Linked DNA regions of Sus scrofa: region 1 is linked to region 2. A link is a contact called in public HiChIP or PLAC-seq data. All regions are on one chromosome and are shown on one strand. Each heading gives the region's core, a stretch centred on a gene start, on an enhancer-like site or on the middle of the called end of the contact. The rest is flanking DNA. Distances are from core to core; before and after follow the strand shown.

Evidence for each region. HiChIP or PLAC-seq counts read pairs in DNA pulled down with a chosen protein or histone mark.
Region 1: an H3K27ac HiChIP or PLAC-seq map of alveolar macrophages shows a contact between it and region 2. The contact joins the promoter of ZNF239 here to the promoter of ZNF32 in region 2. A contact is called at or near these places in 4 of 47 Hi-C or Micro-C datasets (heart right ventricle, liver and skeletal muscle) and 2 of 2 datasets of contacts at active chromatin or transcription factors (alveolar macrophages and skeletal muscle).

What each region holds. Positions count from the first base shown.
Region 1 is chr14:92,187,234-92,193,878 of Sscrofa11.1, reverse strand. It overlaps ZNF239 (zinc finger protein 239), which reads right to left and starts at 4,054. Exons shown (of 3, transcript XM_021073009.1): 1 at 2,993-4,054. It also overlaps the pseudogene LOC102167823.
Region 2 is chr14:92,147,820-92,154,338 of Sscrofa11.1, reverse strand. ZNF32 (zinc finger protein 32) reads right to left here and starts at 3,108. Exons shown (of 3, transcript XM_021073021.1): 1 at 3,005-3,108; 2 at 508-647. The coding sequence starts at 577. It also overlaps the pseudogene LOC102167823.

The DNA.
Region 1 (6,645 bases), core at 2,805-5,304, 39 kb before region 2:
AGTATAAATTGGTATCACTCCCCCCTCCAAAGGACATTTTGATAATTAAGTATCAAAGTCACAAACGTACACACTCAGCAGTCCAGCCTGGGGGTTTTATTCTTTAGGTTTCCTGGCATAGTTGTGAAATGATATTTGCACAAGATTTACTCAATGCAGACAGTCTGTGATAGCAAATGACCAGAACCTGGGTAGAGTGAAGTTAGGGACATGAAAGTTTTCAGGAAGTTCCCTTGTGGCTTAGCAGGTTAAGGACCTGGCATTGTCACTGCTGTGGCATGAGTTTGGGAACTTCTGAATGCCACAGGTGAAGCCAAAACAAACAAAGAGAGCGTGAGATCATCAAATTCAGCACTCTCATTTTACAGATGAGAAAACTAAGGTTCATAATGGTGAAGTGACTTATCCAAGGTCACAAAGGGAGAAGGGATAAACGGGACTTCTGTTTTTTTTTTTTTTTTTTTTGTCTTTTTTTTGCCTTTTCTAGGGCTGCTCCTGCAGCATATGGAGGTTCCCAAGCTAGGGGTCTAACTGGAGCTGTAGCTGCCGGCCTACACCACAGCCACAACAACACAGGATCCGAACCAGGTCTGCAACCTACACCATAGCTCACAGCAACCCCAGATCCTTAACCCACTGAGCAAGGCCAGGGATCGAACCTGCAACCTGATGGTTCCTAGTCGGATTCACTAACCTCTGAGCAACGAAGAGAACTCCAGAAATTTATTAACACATGCCAGAATCTTAAATTTCAATATGCTAGCAATCCCTAACTTCGTCATAGTGAATAAACAATCTTCATTAAGGAAGAGACAGAAGGGAAGTAAAATAAGAACACAGGCTTTTACTCAGGTCAATCTTTGCTGAAGTTCTCGATTATTTTTTTTTCTTTCTTTCTTTCTTTCTTCCTTTTTTTTTTTTTTTTTAAACGGGCTTTGTCTAAGGCACATGGAAGTTCCCAGGTTTGGGGCTGAATCAGAGCTGCAGCTGCCAGCTTACACCACAGCTGCTGCAACACCAGATCCGAGCTGCATTTGTGACCTATACCACAGCTCACGGCAATGCTGGATCCTTTAACGTACTGAGCAAGACCAGGGATTGAACCCGTATCCTCATGGATACTAGTCAGATCCTTAACCTGCTGAGCCACAATGGGAACTCCCTCTCAATTATTTTCAAGGCACTGAGATGTCACACTCAGTATCTGAGTCAGCTTACTGTCCTTTTAAACAGATTTTTATTTATTTATTTATTTTTGTCTTTTTAGGGCCGCACCTGCAGCATATGGAGGTTCCCAGGCTAGGGGTCAAATCCCAGCTGTAGCCGTCGGCCTATACCACAGCCACAGCCACGCCAGATCCAAGCCATGCCTGCCACCTACATCACAGCTCACGGCAACACCAGATCCTTAGCCCACTGAGCGAGACCAGGGATCAAACTGGCAAACCTCATGGTTCCTAGTTGGATTTGTTTCTGCTGTGCCATGATGGGAACTCCTTAAACAGGTTTTTATAAGCACACATGGTGTTTTCCCATGGATGTGAGGACTAAGCAAAAAGATGGTTTTGTTGGTGATATTGTTAAGAACTAATTTTTTTTCTTCCTTAAAATCCAGTCTGTACATCTGAAACACTGTAAATCAACTATACTTCCAATTTAAAAAAATAATTTCATCTAATTATAAAAAAAAATCCAGCCTGATATTTTATTCAAATAATTTCTGATGTGATGACCTGTTTAGTTATGGAGAAGGAAGTGCATGGAGTTAGAAAACATGGGGTTTACTTCTGGCTCTGCTGCTCTCTGCAATAAAAGACATGGTGTTCCCCTTTAGCTCCCTCAGAATTTGACCTCTCCTCTGTAAGATAACGGCACCAAGGCAGAGAAGGGGCTGGCTAACCCCTTCCTTTTCAAAAATTCTATGATACTGACAGTCTTGACCTAACTTCCTAGAAATGGTTTTATGGAAACCAATGAGAAATTGGTCTTTAAAAAAATGCTGCATGGTAATTCAACTTCTTGTACCAATTAAACATGTAGATATGCTGGTATAAGCAACAAAACAATGAGAGCATGCAAGATGAGCAACCTATCTTATCTACCTAGGTGGTAAGTATGTAAAGAAATATCCAAGTATGTAGAGAAATATGTCACAATAAATTTTTGGATGTACAAAGATCAAAGGGATAAAAAAGGAGTGAAATTCTCCTTTTGGTAGGTGTGGGGGAATGATGCCTAGGAACCTTAATTCTTGGAGTTCCCTTCGTGGCTCTGTGGTTAACAATCCTGACTCGGTCTTAATTCTTAAAGAACACCTCTGATAATTGTGACGCACAGCCTGACTGAAGAGCCATTTCTGGGAGTGATCTGGTAACTACTCTGCTGTTATTTAACAAATTTCCTCATGTTTTTGATCTTTCGTGTTTAATAAATCATTGTTAATGTGCATACTTTTTTAATACACATCATCTGCTCATGACAAAAAGCACAGTTGTTTATAATTCTGTTTGTTTTCTTGAGACCACTAGATTGTGCATGTCACAACTCTGAATGAATTTCAATGTGAGTGAAATGTCTGGCAGGAAAAGGCATGGTTTGAGACACAGGACCAGACAAAAATGCTATGTGGAGTCTTTAATAAAAGAGCATAGCCCAGTGCTCTCGGGAGTGGGCCAAATTCATGGAAGCAGTGTAGTTCAGTGAAAACTGAGGTGGAATTTAAAGTCGCATGTTTTCTGTGCAGACCCTGATGACATCATTTGATAACCATACGCTCTTAGTATCTTAATGTTCTTACACTCATGTTTATAAGATGTTTTATGTCTCACGCTGAAGTATGACAATAAAAAGAAAAAACATAGAGAACCAAGACGGGACCTGACACCAGACAGGCACTCAAGTTAATCCTGATGTCCTTCCCAAGAAAAGAAAGGAAAGGAGAGGAAGGAAAGGAAAGTATTTCCAGTCTCAGAGAAGAAAAACTCCAACTCACCTGGAACTCGGTCATTTCCTCTTGTCAGCAAGGACAGACTCCTGGAAAGGTAGAGTTAGGGAAAGCGAAAAATCCATGTAAATCACGTCCACTTTGCAGGACACAGACAAGCCAATCCAGCAAGACTGTAGGAAAAAAGTTACTCAGCTCCTGCAACCTTCCTTCATACACCCTCTGCTGGGGTACCCTTCCTGTCTCTCCATGCTGCACCTCCCTCACCTCTCTCCACTGGGCTTCGGATCAAATATGCCAAGCCTCCCCCGCAAACCCACCAGGGTAAGAAATTCCCATCCTTCCCAGCAGCTCTTAAGATGTGCCCATTTCCCCAGGCTTCGCGGATTTTTTTGCCCTCAAGTTCTAGTTAGAGCAGTAGGAGCTGTCGGGTTAGATGTATCGCCTCTCCGGAGAGATTTCGGCTGCCCGACACCTGACGGCCTGACTCGTTTCTGGGGTGCACGGCCTGTGACGCACTCTCTTTTCACCGAGGACAGGGCTGTGGGGATGGAAACTTCAGTCCCTCAAAGGCCCCCTCTCGGTCCCTTAACGTCCACCGAAAATCTCCTTCGAGTAGGGCCAGTCACCGGCGTGGAAAAGGCCGGTATGGCCAACTGCGAAGCTCCCAGGCCAGCCGAGGCCGGAGCTCAGGCAGGCGAGAGGAGGGCCATTCGGAACCGCGGGCGGCTCAGCAGTGGGGGCCGCCTGGTCTCAGGTGATCGCCGCCGATCCTGGGAACGCAGCAGCGGCCGAAGCGCGTGGGCACACGTGCGGCCCGCGTTCTCATCTCCGCCAGGGCGCGCGCCCTCCCACGGCCGCCCGCCAGGCTTCCGGGTCCCTGCGGTCCAGCGCCTGCCCCGCAGCGTTCCCACAACTAGACAGCCAGATGCTTCGCTGCGGGCTGCTCCGGGCTGCGCCTTCTGCCAGACAGCTCTCACCTCCCACTTGGAGTCGGACACCTGGAAGCGCAAGATTCGCAACACTGGCAACACTGACCCGCACCCGCGCCTATGTGCCGAACTACAAGTCCCAGAAAGCCGCGGGCGGACCACGCCCACTTCCGGCGCCGCCCTGGGACCTAGCGCGGCGCGGCGTGGGAGGATAGTATCACGAGCTCCGTCCAGTGCCCTTCGCGGTTGTTTGAGGTCTGCGTCTGGTTCCTTGGAGTTATCCGTGTTAGTGCGTCTGTGTGTTTTAAATTATAAACGCATAAGAATTATTTTAGGAATACTCATTAAAGTGTATTTTCGTTTTATTAAAGCGCTAATGGGGTTAAAGAATGTACATTACCCGTAATTTTTTCCTCTCCTTCAAAAATCAGAAGTTCATTCATTTAGCGGCTTATACAAATATGCTTTTTGAAAACAAAAATGAGGTCATGCTGTATATAGAGGCCTGCAGTTTGATTTGTAAAATTTGATAGTACTGTGTATCATAGATTACACAGAAACCTTTCTCTCTGAGGCCCTTTTAGTTCTTAATGCCTTCAAGGGAATGGCACCAAAATTCTCCTCAGTGGCTTCTCCATTGTTTTCACCCCTCACTGAATGACACAGGGATGCTCACTTGGTCTCTCTGGAATACTTTCCCTTCAGATTAATCCTGGAGATGAAAGAGCTGTTTTCTAGTCCTCTCGTCTTTGTCTCTCCCCTTCTTGGTGTAGTTTCCAGTTGCTGCTGTAATAAATTACCATAAACTTAGTGACGTATCACAGACGCAAATTTCATCTTTTACAGTTCTGGGAGGTCGGAAGTCTGAAATCAGTTTCACTGCACTAAAGTCAAGGTGTCAGCACTGCTGGGTTCTTCTGGAGGTTCTAGAGGAGGATCTATTTCCTTGCCTTTCTCAAGGTAATTCATGGTCTATGTTCCTTGGTTTGTGATCTCTTCCTACGTCTTCAAAGCATATGACTCCAATCTCTGCTTCCTTTGAAGTTAATAAGGTAGCTTGATAGTTACTTTCTCTGGTGCAGACTCTTCCAGAGAACTAACTACATGTGATTACATCAGGCCCACTTGGTTAATCCAAAACAATCTCTCCACATCATGATCTTAAATTTTGTCACATTTACAAATCCCTTTTTGCTCTATAAGGTAGCACTCATGGTTTCTGGGGATTAACGTGGATATTTTAGAGGGCCTACCACATTTGGAGAGCCTCCTCCTCGGAGGTGCTCTCCTGCCTTTGGTCTGGGGAACAAAAGATCTCTCTGGGACCTGATGTTCCCCTAAATCTTCCCTATCCATCCCATCACTCTTGCCCTGACTCTCACGCCTTTATGTTCTCATTTTCCACCCCACCCAATTTAGAGGGAGTGGCTCATAATTATGATCAGTGTCTTGCTCCTATCTTCCTTGGTTTTATTTTCCTGATAAAATATCAAATCTAGTTGAATCCAACTCCTTGCCTATTTCACACCTGTACCTGTGTAGCAGATGTGTCCTGAGAAAAATATGGCTCTGGTGATTGGTCTCACTTTCAGTTTATGACTGCTAAGGTCAAGTGGGCCGTCAGTGCTGCTCAATTATCCCATTACACTTTCTTAGTTCATTCATTCTCCTAAATGACTATCTCACAGTTTCTCGTCTTTCTTCAAGCCTCCAATAACTACTTCTCTCATCTCAATCACAGCTGATGACCCTTGCTTTCTCTGAGAAGAGAGAACTTTTATACCCTCACACAAGCACATCTGCCCACCTCTTTCCACTGGAGCCTATTTTTTCTACCTTCCATTCTGAATGAACCGCCCCAGTTTCTATTTAAGAAAACTTGGAGTTCCCATTGTAGCTCAGTAGGTTAAGAATCGGACATGGTATCCATGAAGATGCGGGTTCAATCCCTGGCCTCGCTTGGTGAATTAAGGATCTGGTGTTGCTGCAAGCTGTGATGTAGGTCTCAGATGTGGCTTGGATCCTGGGTTGCTGTGCCTGTGGTGTAGGCTGGGGGAGTGGGGAGGGGGAAAGAAAAGAAAGAAAACTCTCCGTTTGTACCCTGAATCTTATCCCCTTCCTCACACATGAGGGCATTCCCTTCTCTCTTCTGTGTTATCAATTTTCATTCTGTAAGAACTTGGGAGATCTTCATTTGGGGGCTATATCTTCTGTGTGTTAAGGTCTTGGGAGGAGCACTAGTCAGGGAGCATCTGAGTCCTTAAGTCTATCTGGGAAGCCCTTAGGAGACATGCAGAATTAAAGGTGGAGGCACTTCTCTTTCTTCCTGGGTGATCTGCTTTGGGCTCGTGGCCCAGTGTTCATCCTTGCCTATGAACAGCACTGTGCAGTAGGGGTTCTTCCTCATTCACTCTTCTTTTTTATTTTTTTTTAATTTTTAAAGAATTTTTTAATGTTTTTATTTTTTTTGTCTTTTTGCTATTTCTTTGGGCCGTTCCCGCGGCATATGGAGGTTCCCAGGCTAGGGGTCCAATCAGAGCTGTAGCCACCAGCCTACGTCAGAGCCACAGCAACGCAGGATCCGAGCCGCGTCTGCAACCTACACCACAGCTCACGGCAACGCCGGATCGTTAACCCACTGAGCAAGGGCAGGGACCGAACCCGCAACCTCATGGTTCCTAGTCGGATTTGTTAACCACTGTGCCACGACGGGAACTCCTCATTCACTCTTCTTAAAAGGAAGGCACAGAGGCTGTGAGAGAGAGGCAG
Region 2 (6,519 bases), core at 1,859-4,358:
TTCCCTTTAAAATCCATGCTATTTCATTTTGCTAAGCTACAGTGGAATTGAAGTCAATTTTGGTTTGGAAGTTATTCTCAACACTTCCTATTCAGATATGATAGTATTTTCCAAAACTGCCCTGCATATGAGCCTCCTACTTCACTTTAAATATGGGTCCATTCATCACTAGTAATAGTTCTCCTGGAGTCATCCAAGGGAGATTTCAACTTGTTCCCCTTCCTTACTTTATCCTTTCTTACTCAGTGATTGTGCTTGATTAAAAACTGCTTATTATTCTTTCAGAGACTACCTCAAGACTACTTCATAATAAGACTGTTCTCTTGATCTGTTTCTACTATTATTTCTAACTCCAACTTGTAGGCTTTCCCTGTAACCCCCGGAAATGGTGAGCTCCACCAAAGGAATGTCTTATCTGTATCCTCAGCCTGTTGAGGACAGCCTGTGCTGAGGACAGGGACACTGATTATTGTGGGCTGAGGGCATCCCAGCAATCAACCAACTCACTGAAAAATGCTACATTCTGGGCATATCTTCCATGACAGTCCAGCAGTGTAGCTGTTGGAAATCCAAACATGTCCACTCCTGCCGTACGACCTTAATCACCACCTCCTCATATGATTCTTCCATGGGCTGCTCTTGAGTACCTAGAGAGGAAAAAACAAACAAAAACAAAACAGAACAACAAAAACAAACATTAAAGGACAGGATGATTGTTAAGTGAGAAGAATGAAGTCAACAGGCGCTCCATTTTGGGGTATGAGTGAATAGAGGAAATGTGGATTGCCTGATGTAATGTCAGACACCTACCATGAAACCACAAGATGGGCCAAAAGGTACCATGACCACTTATAAATATAAGAGTCCAAGAGTAAGCAGAGAAGCCATAAAGCAAACATGTACCTCTTCCTGCTAATGCTAAGATAATGTCCCTCCTATTTGTACCTTAGCTTTTGCAGGTGATTGGAATCTTTTGCAAGTGATTGGAACTTCCTCCATGTAACAGTTTGCTACTTTATCTCTTAGCCCCCAAAGAAATTTAGAATATATAAAAAACAATATTTTACCCTTTACAGTTGGCTCTATGATTGAAATGGCTCCAGCTCTCCTCTCCAGTCCCCACTAGGTTATTGGGACAGAAAAAGAGACTTCCTATATCTTTTTAGCACTTCTTAGGAGGCTCTAGACTCACACCCACACTTCTGCTTTTTGAGATATGAGAAAACCAGTTCTGAGGAAGTATAAATACTTGTCAATTCTTGGAAAAAGAAGACCTACTTCAGACTCCAAAACCAAGCCCAGGGCATTCTGACAAGGGAAATAACTTACCACAAGTCCCAGAGCCAGTAAGGAGTCAAGGTGGAGTAAGGTTCGAATTCAAGACTCTCGGGATCCAAAGCCTAAGTCCAGACAATTCTCTACTTCCTCATCACTAATGAGCTAGTCAGAATTCTTACAAAATGGAATAAAATGGAACAGAGTTTGACCAGACTTTCCTATTCTTCCAGATCCTAGAAATCCTCTTGTTCCACGTTATTTTTTTATTTATTATTTTTTTTTGGAGGGAATATTCTTATTTCAGGACCCTAATTACTGAATTCTTATACTTTATTTATGCAGTGGTTCAGTGTATAATCTTTGTTTTCCTCCAATATTTAACAAGAAAATGCTGACCTCCTGATTTAATGAAATAGCAGTGTGATGCAACAATTCTGTGTTAATCCAAGCATCTGGTCTTCTTGACACCTGCATTTTCTGCTACATATCATGGTGACTGGAGAGGCATTTAAACTCTTAGTTGGCAGATTCAGGTTCAGTTTGGAGTATAAACCACAATGCAATGCCCTATCAAAGTGTCAGGACACTACAGGACCTTTCACTAGGAAGTTCAAGGTGTTACTGCTCAACAGCTGCACATCAGCCAAGTCAACGTAACGTATATGTACCTGCTGCCTAAGGTTGGACTCTGTCCCTGGTGAGTCCAGCAAATAGAGCTTGGAACCGTGGGTAGAATTTACAGCTGTGCCTCTCCACGTGCTGTGAGATATTCAGGAAGAACTCAGATGTGTCTATGGAACCTCTTTGATTAATAAAGGGAATCTGTCATAATTTTCTCCCTAGATTACACAAGTCTGGGGAGTCAATTTCCTAAAGATTTTGGAGAAAGCCACTTTATACTAGAAAACATTTCTTTTCCTATCAGAAAGGCCATTATATCCTGTGGTTTAGAGTTAGGCCATGAGAGATTTGGATTACACTCTCAGTCCTCTCAAATGACATTGGGCAAGTAACCAAACAGCCCTCACTCTATCTCCTCACTTAATAAATACTTTGATAACAAATATGAAGTAGCTCCTGGGCAAATAAAAAACCAATTGTGAAGGGCCTCTGACATGTCCTACAGACTTAAGGCCTAAAGTTGAGAAGTCCTGAGGAGATGACTAGAAGAGGGGGAACTTTTGCTATCTTGAGGATAGTTTCAGGATTAGGAAATTCTGGGTAGGGGTGAGTTTTTCCTCCACACACCTGAATCCAGTTTGTCCTTTCCCATTCTCCACCCAGCGGGGTTTGTCCTTTCTCCCATTCACCCACCCCAGAGAGACACCGCTTTCCCCTGTCCAACTTCTTAAGGCCCTGGGGCACACCTGACTGTGGCCTCCCCGCCCACAGCTCCAGGTGCCAGGCCTTCCCCACACCCCGCCCTGCGGTGCGGCGGAGGGGCCCCCGCTAGTCCGAACAGGCTCTACCCTCCCGCCTCAGGCTCCCCCAACCCCGCGTTCCCGGGCCCCCAGGGCCGCCCTGCGTGCTGGGCCTCAGCACCCCGCTCTCTGGTCCAGATGGACCTTTTCTTGCGGGCCGCAGACCTCTCCCCTCTTAGTTGGCCGCCCTGGGGGTCCAGGCTGGTCAGGCCCGCTCAGGGTCTCGGGGGAGCTCGGGAGCCGTAGCCTGTCGGCGGGGCCCCGCCTCACCCGGGCGCACTGACCCGGCCGGCGGCCTCACTCACCGCAGCGGCGCGCGCCCGCAGACAGACAAAGGCCGGCACCGATCCCACAGCAGCGCCGGCGCGAGCAGACCGGACTACAGCTCCCAGGAGGTTCCGCGCGAGCTGGAGGCTGGGGCCTCGGCGGCCCCGGCTTTCCCGAGCACTGTGGGAAACGTAGTTCGGCGATGCGTCCGGCCTCTCGGGACTCTGCGGGTCCAGGTGATCGCTGGGCGCTCAGGCCACCTCCATATGGTCCTCAGCCGGTGGCGCTGATTCGTTCGCGGGTGTATGTAGAGCGGGCACCAAGAGCGCCGAAAGGCTGCTCAAATTAGCCAGGCGTGTGTAGGCAGCTTGTGAAGTCGTCCGCTGAACCAAGAAACTGAGAATCTGGGTTCTTGCATTAGGTATGGTGGGAGGAAGCTCATTGGGAAGAAATGAGTTGATAAAACCTTGGGTGCTTGGAGGTTTTGTTTTGAGCCATTGGGGGAGCAAAGACTAAGTATTCTGTAGTTAGAGCTCTGAGGCGAGGAGCAGATATTTCAAGCGAAGTCTGTGGCGTTTTGGAACACCAGAGGAGAATTTAGTGAGGTTGGGGAGGAGTCTGGTGGAGGGCTATGCTCTTCTTATCCCGTTAAAGAATTTGCATCCGAAATAATGGGTAAGAGATCCGGTTTGGAATTGTCTTGAATTTGCATGTCAGCTCCACCACTGACTAGCTGCAGAATTCTGGATAGGCTTCTTACCTGGTGGGGAGCCCAGGATGTGGTTAGGTGGCAGCTACAGAGGCTTCTTGAAAGGGCCAGAATCCAAGTCAGGTCACCCTCTTGATACTTGCAGAGCAAAGGCAGGTATGTAAGAACCCAGAAAAAAAAAATCTTTCTGCATGTACCCCCTCTGAGTTTTGGAGAGAAAACACTATTTTCTAGGATAAGAAATTAGATTTTTTTCTTACATGGATAAATTGTAAGTTTTGAAAATCACTCAGCAAGTTAGATGAGCTCTTTTTCATGAGGCTTCTTTGTGAAGTACAGGCATTCAAATCCTGTTGTGTGATCCTAAGAGGGGGCAAGGCTCCCTAAATGCCTTAAGCCACCTTCAAATGTATTTTTATAGGATCCTGGCCTCTGAAAGGGAATTTGGGAGAGGGAAGAATGGTATTAAAATTTTCTATGGCTGAGACTGCTTGGGCTTCCTCCCCGTTTGAATCGCTTTCGTCTTCCTTCATCCTGGAGCTCTCCTCAGTGTAATTCTCTCCAGGTTCCCTGCTCCAGAGCTCCTACGCAGAGGCTAGTTTATCCTATTAAAGGAGAGGTTTCATAAGGTATGTTTCCTCTTACTATGTGTTTGTCCTCTACCCAAAAGTCACCTGTTAAACATTTAACAACAAAAACAAAACATTTAATTTCTCACTGTGTACAAAGTGTAAGTTGATTGCTAAGTGTTAGTTTCACTATCACTAATAACATCATTATTTAAGTTCATTGAACCTGTATGTTCTGAGCCCATTTTAAGCGTCAGGTACTCTGCTGGGCTTTGGACACATAAATGTAAAAAAGATATACTCTCTTCTCCTAGGAAGGGAGCTGACAGTCTAGTTTAGAAGACAAACACACACCTTTCCTCAAAACCCAGGACAGCAGTACAGAAAAGTCCCTGAGTGTGTAGGGGGAACTGCCCTGTAGGCCTGGCTCCTGAAGGCGCCTCAGCACAAATGCAGAGCTTCCTGTGGTGCCTCCTTCATTATTTGCTCCAGAATCACAGAGAGAAAGGGGTAGGGCATTAGGAGGTGAAGCACAGTCATCACATCCTTTCCTTCTAGAGCAGCCACAGACAATTTTCAGTGCCCAGGTGGCACCCAGCAAAGGCCAGTCCTTGCAGCTGACTGGATGGTGCTGTATGAGTGTCTCTGCTCCCTTCTCTCCCAGGGCTGTATCCGCAAAGCTGCAAGGCTGCGTATGTCACCCCCAGGTCTGGGAGTCATTTCCTCCGTTGAAAAACAACACCATGTGCCTAGAAGTCTTATCAGTTCTTTTGAGGTCAGGCTCAGCTGTGGTTGTTAGGATGATCCCACTGTGAAAGCGATGACAAAGCTTTGGTGGAGAAGGCGACTGTAAAGGGGGAATGTTGTCACCTTAACAAATCTGCGTGAATTCTTTTAAGGTGTCTCAGGAAAGTGGGTGCATTGAATAAAAAGTGGAGGAGAGAGCAGTTAGGACTGGAGTTGATGAGACCCAGAAGAGACCCACCCACCACCCTCTTGACAGACACATAGCAGTCTTTACCCAGATCCTGAATGAGGCCCAACCCTTAACCACGGCCTGCATTTTAAGACACCCACTCAACAGAAAGGCACAGAGCTGAGGGAGGGTGTTAGCAGTGTCAATTTGAAAAATTACCAAAGAATTATTCCCTTATTTCACATGCATTTTAAAACATTATGGAACGAAGATAATCTGGTAACTGATTATATGACAAAAGGCTAAACATTTGGCAAAAAAAATGAAAGTATATACTTATCTAACTTCTGTGCCAAAATAGCCTCCAGATTGATTAAATGTAAAATGTAAAACCCAGATCCACAAAAGGCCTAGAAGAATGTATGGTTTAATAGTTTTATAATCTCAGCATAGGAAGGGTTTTCCTAACCATGGTAAGAAACGCAGAAACAGTGAAGAATAAGATTGCTGGATTTGACTACATTAAAATCCAGTACTTCTGTGTCAACACCACCATTAAATGAAGTTAATACACGACAAGCTAGGAACATGGTAATCACTATCATCTTTAAAGAGACCATACAACTCAATAGGAAAAAGAAATTTCACTGGAAATTTGGTAAAGGATAGCAACTCACACACACAATAGAATTAAGGAAAAATGCTATTAATTTTTAAAAAGTGCTAATTGAAACTAAGAGAAAATTTTCTTAGCTGGTGAATGGAAAATAATGTAAAAGAGACTAGGGAAATAGACATTTTCAGCCATGTCTAAATTGAGACAATTCAGTCTAATTAGACATTTGCTTATACCTATCAAAAAGTCCTAAAAATACACATTTTACTTCTACAGATTTTTTTACTCTTTGAGTGGATTGCAATTGTTTCATATTGTGATCCTAAATTTTATATTCATTATATTCACTAAAGTATACCTTAATGAATATTTTATGACCAATAAAAAAAGAAAAAAGAGAAAAATAAACCTACCAGGAAAAGAAAAAATGAAATAATTGCATCCTAAATGTGGAATGAAAGCTGCAGAATTCTGCAGTAAATTCTTAAGTGAATTATTGACTTGGAAAAGACTCCTGGTTCCTTTAAATGGAGGATTGCCCCAGAAACCTGCATGAGAGCACATGATACTCAAGGAGAGCTTGAGCTTCATTTGCTCTCATTAGCTCAACGAAGTCTTTGGGTGTAGAGTGGTAGAATGAGGATCTGCCCTCCTGGAAGAGTTTATCAGAATAATTTCTACTCTGCCTCAAGTCTGTGTTTAGTCCAATTCCCATCAGAAATGCAGACCTCTTCAGTTAGCTC